Regions from separate parts of the Sus scrofa genome. Here region 1 is linked to region 2. A link is a contact called in public Hi-C data. All regions are on one chromosome and are shown on one strand. Each heading gives the region's core, a stretch centred on a gene start, on an enhancer-like site or on the middle of the called end of the contact. The rest is flanking DNA. Distances are from core to core; before and after follow the strand shown. Region 1 holds the start of VTI1B (vesicle transport through interaction with t-SNAREs 1B). Region 2 holds the start of ATP6V1D (V-type proton ATPase subunit D).

Region 1 (2,737 bases), core at 55-2,554, 330 kb after region 2:
CCTTTCACAGCTACTCAAGTTAAAGCTAGAGCCCCCTCCCTATTTCTTTGCCCTGTTTTATTTTCTCACATTGCTTTAACACCACCTCTTTTTTTTGTCTTTTTGCCATTTCTTGGGCTGCTCGCACAGCATATGGAGGTTCCCAGGCTAGGGGTTGAATCGGAGCTGTAGCCACTCACCTACGCCAGAGCCACAGCAATGCGGGATCCCAGCCGAGTCTGCGACCTACACCACACCTTACAGCAACGCCAGATCAACCCACTGAGCAAGGTCAAGGATCGAACCCGCAACCCCATGGTTCCTAGTTGGATTCGTTAACCACTGAGCCATGACGGGAACTCCGCACCACCTCTTGATATTTATATTATCATCAACCTATAGAAGAGACTTTAAGCGTTTTCACTGTAGTTTGTAATATTACCAGCATCTAGGACAGTGCCTAGCACACAGCAGACTCCTCCAATAAATATGTTAAACAAAGATATAATTCTCACCAGTGTGTCAATTCATATGACCTTGAGGAACTCACAGAGCAAACACTCAAGCTTTGACACTTAAGTAAAAACAACAAAAATCTTACCTGCTTTGCCATGGAGAGCTATTTGTCTTAGGACAAAAAACTATGGCAAACTTCCCTATGTGAATTCGAACTCTTTATTTCCTCCAAGCAAAACCTGCAGCAATCCGAACTTTAAAATCAAGGAGCAAGAAACAGTCTAGGCGGAGTTCAGAGGACGACCATACCTAATGATCACAATCCTGATTTTAAAGAACCCCCCCTCCAAGACTGGTTACTTACCAACCCCCAGAGTTATGACTCCTTTGGGTTCTGAACTTTTTTTGTGCTACGGCTCTTCTGCCAGTCTGGGTCTCTTTTGAAAATAGTTTTGGATATATAAAACAAAAATACAGAAAGCTACAAAAGAAACCCATTCTACTGAAACACAGCATCTCAGATTTAAGGTCTGTACTCTTCTTGCCACGCTGAAGACGAAACGAGAAAAATCTGAACGCTATAGGATCAAAAGGGAACACCTGGCAGTAGGGAGCTCCCGGGTGCCTGGACCCAGCCAACCTTAGGGGGCGTGTCTGAGAATGAGAAGCGAGAGAAGAGGGTGGGGGCCCTTCCTCGCAGAGCTGGCGGAGCCGGGTTCCCCTAGGCTCAGCCCGCCCCCGCCTTACCTGTCCCTGCTATCCCCAGGAGCCGCTCCGGCACCCCTCGTAGGTCTTCATGGAGGCCGCGGAAGATCTCGTGCAGTTTCTCGAAATGCTCCGAGGAGGCGGCGGAGGTGGCCATGGCGGAGGCCGCTCTACAACAGCGGCCGCCGAGACTCAGGGCTCGGGGCCCACTTCTACGCCACCGTCAGCCGCCCAGCCCCGCAGGCATCACGGCGACCGCCGCCACCACCTCCCAGGACGAGGCGCTTCCGGCGCCGCGGCGGGGTCCTGCCGAACCGGAACGCCCACCCCCTGCATGGCGTCACTGACGGCGCGCCAGGCGCCAAAGCCTGACGGAAAGTTTGGCAGCGTGCGCTGCCCGGGCGACTCCTGCGGGGGTGGCAGCGATCTGACGCTAGCCGGCAGTCTCGGAACCCGGGAAATACCCAGCTCGGCGTCGGGGAGAGCGCCACAGCGGAAGGGACTTTGGGGACCCGCAGGCCGGGCGGCACGGCCCCCTCCCTCTCGGGATCCGCCTTCCGTCGAGGGGCTGTAGTGCATGCTGGGGGCTGTAGTTCGGCGCGGAAAACGCCCCTACTCGGAAGTCACGCATCGTTGGGGGCGGTGGCCCTGTGGTCGCCGCGGCCGCGGACGTGACGCTAACATATCGGTAGCGCGTGGTCGTCGTCTTCACTCTGGTGGTAATGTTTGGCCACTCTGATTCAGTCCACATTATGACTGTTAGCTTTCAGTTTTCGGAAAATAGCTGGGTCAGGTTCCTGCCTGCTCTCAAGCAGTAAAGCACTTTGACTGGGAGTCAAGTGATCAGTCATATGCTTTCAGGAGTGGCCCTCGGGCAGGGTGGCCCCTAAAATACTCACCCTCTAGCCGCCGCAGCTGCGGTGCACTCGTTCACTTAGCCGGTGTTTGTCAATTTAAGGGTAGTCACTGTGGTGGGATCTGGGAAAGTGTTGGTGAATAAGTTTCTCTCTGCGCTTGGGTAATTTATAATGAAGGCAGACCTGGCTTTTATCAGCTCTCTCTCAAGTGTAATGTGTTAACAATTACAAGATCTTTTTCTGCACTTCGTGGGTTTTCGTGATTTAATGGAGGAAAATTCCTATTTTCACTGATGAGTTTGCCTATGGAGCCCATTCTGGAATACTTAAAACTGCCCGCACATGTTAAAAATATATGACTGACCAGGGGTAAATGATTTGGTAATTTTTATCTCCTGGACCCTAGTTTTTTATTAGACCGAATTCATTGATCATTGATTCAACAAATTTTTGTTGAGCTCCTAATATTGAACATAGAGATAGATAGCAAAGTCTGAGGTCATCAGTGGCAGTGTACTGTGGTAAGTCCCATAGCATTGTGTTATAAATAAAAGGGACAGGTACAAAAAGAAGTAACAAATAGCCTGGGATGGAAAAAGTGATCTTTTCTTCATGAAAGATTAGTAGAAAATGGGTGAATGACTAATCAAATTATCGCATAACCAGAGTTAATGGCATTTGAATTGAGACTGTACTGTACTAGACTCTGGGACAAATTATTCTCAGAATGAGAAATGACT
Region 2 (2,700 bases), core at 10-2,509:
TCAAAACATCTCTCAGAACCAAAACTGACTTTCTGCTCCTTAGAGAAAGAAAAAAAAAAAAAAAAAAAGAAGAAGAAGGGGAGGAGAAAGGGGAGAAGACGACAAATAAGAACAATTATTACTTTCCACATGTTCTTAGGCACATTTAAGAAAATTTCAAAATTTTCTTTACAGACTGGCCAAACACCTAGAGTGCTATGCTATTTCTCCAGCCAAAGAATTCAGGCAATGAAGCCCACGACTGACCAAATTCCAAAATATGGGTTCATTCAGGCACCATTTTTTTAATGGACTTTCTATGGATTAATAAAAGAGATCTCATCCTGGAGAGGGCTTGTAGTTCAGTGGTAAATACACATAAAACAATATCCACTTTACAACGTGATGGGTGATATTAACACAGGCCTGAATGAGATGCAATGGTGACAGAGCAAAAGGAGTGCCTTAGAAATTCTGGGATAGCTTCCCACCTCAGGCGACAAACATTTCAAGGGAAAAGGAGCAAGGGGATCCACTATCGAACCTAACGTCCACGTTACGGTGATTGGATTCAACCCCCAATTTGGCTTAGAAGCCTGCTTCCCATCGTAGTAAACTTCCTTTTTCAAAGCATTATCGGCAAACCTCCTCGGCTTGTCTGTCTTTAGCTCTCTTAAGGCACAAGTGACGAAAACTCATAGGTACGTAAGGATAGTGCCCGGCTCAATAAAGGAATGTGGGGTGAAAAGCTCAATTAATGAGTAAAGTCAATGAGCCTTCATAAAATCCAGCAGGCCGGGCGCCTGTTCCACCGGCTGGGCTCGTTCTGCCCAGTCCGGTTCAAACAGAGGAATGTGTGCGGGCCCGCCAAAGAGCTTCGCCCTGGACTCACGAAGTGTCTGAGGAGAGCTCAGAGTCGGCCAAGGAAACAAGGTGCCTCGCTGCTGGTCCAGGGTGTGAACGGACAGCGGCTCCGGGCCGGTGTTCCTGAACCCGTAAGTGTGTTCGTTCCATTCTTTTACTTACATTCGCGAGGGAAAGATTTCAATTCGGTCTTTGCCCGACATTCTGACGGCGACCGTGCGGCTCCGGTCCCAGGCCAGGCAAGTGCTGCAGCCACAGAGTCCTTCTCTACCGGAGTCAGCTGGTTGTGTCACGTGACGCCCTTCGCGTTGCTAAGAGGCAGCCGGAGTGTCTCTTCTTCACTTCCGCTTTCTCTTGGCACAGGAGTGCAGGAAGGCCGGGACAGGAAGAAGGCGATGCCCGGATGTTGAGGCGCGCGCACCCCGGAACCGCCCCTCGATTCCGGTACGCTGCCGAGCCCCTCCCCCTCCAGCTCCCAGGCGGCTGCGCAAGGCTCTACACCCAAGAGACGAAAGACCGAGAGAGAAGAGTACACCCCTTCTCCTCCTCCACATTCACCTCTGGTCACAGCGCCACCTCATGGTTGACTGACAGTATCGTAGAGAATTTATTCTTTAGGGACAAGGAATCCGAGTCTTACTTCTTATCTGCGCCTTGAAAGTCACTTAGCGAAAACTAAAGATGGCGAGAAAATGTACTTTTCAAGTCCTCCTAAGGCCCACAGACCTCTTTGTTCGCGGAGGACCTAGACTCTATGGTAGGTGATGAAGAGCGGTCTGTAGTCTGTCGGCGCTTGCGTGCTGCGAGGTGGTTCCGCATGCGCGGTAGGGTTGAGAGAAGCGCACGCTGAAGAGAGTCGGCGGCTGCTGCGGGTGGATCAAGTCAGTTCTCTCTGATTGAAGAGCGCGGCGCGGGGCCCCAGTGCGGGATCCATATACATACCTCAGGTGACTAGTCTCCCCGATCAGTTTCTCGAAGAATTTACTTTGGTTGTGTCCAATGGCATGGGTGTTCGGTAGAGGGTAGGCCCTGGGTTAACACCTCCTTTTCCCGTCCCTGAGCGGGAAGTGCCTGGACGCGACTGCGGTCGCCACCGGCCGGGTGTCGGTCTCTCCGAGCGGTGGTGTCAAGGTACGAACGAAGGAATCTCGTGAAGGGAAGTGGGCCCAGTGATTGTACAGCGTCTTCAATATACATAAAACAGGGGTGCCTTGAGGTGGGGCCGTCTCGGGAGAACGCTATGACACCCCCGCCCCACGACGCTGAGCATTTTGCTCTCTCCGGGCCTGAGAATTCCATCTTTTTCGTCCGCCCCAGCAAATACTACCTCTCAGTGGAAACCAGACCGGCCGCTTCAAGGAACCGGTGGTTTGGGCCATGATGTTGACAGAGTTGGGTTTAAAAGTATCCAAGAATAATTTGTTCCTCTGATAACTTATATTTAAAAATTGAAGCTCCTATCACTTTATCGCTCGGTGCATTTCTGTAGACTGAGTCACCCCTTCAGTTGAAACTAAAAGATACTGTTGAAGAGTTTATATATAACTCTTAGTATCGGTTTACCGTGTTTCAGCATCGATGAAAGTAAACTTGTAGAATTACACGCTGTGATCTTTCGGTTAAGCATAACTAAAAAAACATAAAGATAAGGGAATTTTATTACCCCCCCAAACTTAGACTACTTTAAGTTTTATTTAACAAGAAACATTGTTTCGTGGAGGAAAGGTTTAGCAAGAAGTCTTGGTTTTTCTCCCGTTTGATGTTATTATTCAAGGGAAAAAATCTTGTAACTCTGTGTCTTTCAGCAGTTTGGAATTATGTAGAGCTTTACTGTCTGTTCTCAGTTCATCTGATGCC

The links. A called contact is a pair of places that touch in the nucleus more often than the background predicts.
Region 1: a Hi-C map of liver shows a contact between it and region 2, with 4 times the contacts expected there. The contact joins the promoter of VTI1B here to the promoter of ATP6V1D in region 2. A contact is called at or near these places in 2 of 47 Hi-C or Micro-C datasets (heart right ventricle and liver) and 1 of 2 datasets of contacts at active chromatin or transcription factors (alveolar macrophages).

Annotation. Positions count from the first base shown.
Region 1 is chr7:91,412,176-91,414,912 of Sscrofa11.1, forward strand. It overlaps VTI1B (vesicle transport through interaction with t-SNAREs 1B), which reads right to left and starts at 1,305. Exons shown (of 6, transcript NM_214437.1): 1 at 1,183-1,305. The coding sequence starts at 1,297.
Region 2 is chr7:91,083,649-91,086,348 of Sscrofa11.1, forward strand. ATP6V1D (V-type proton ATPase subunit D) reads right to left here and starts at 1,260. Exons shown (of 9, transcript XM_001928314.6): 1 at 1,006-1,260. The coding sequence starts at 1,046. It overlaps EIF2S1 (eukaryotic translation initiation factor 2 subunit 1), which reads left to right and starts at 1,377. Exons shown (of 8, transcript XM_001928339.4): 1 at 1,377-1,790.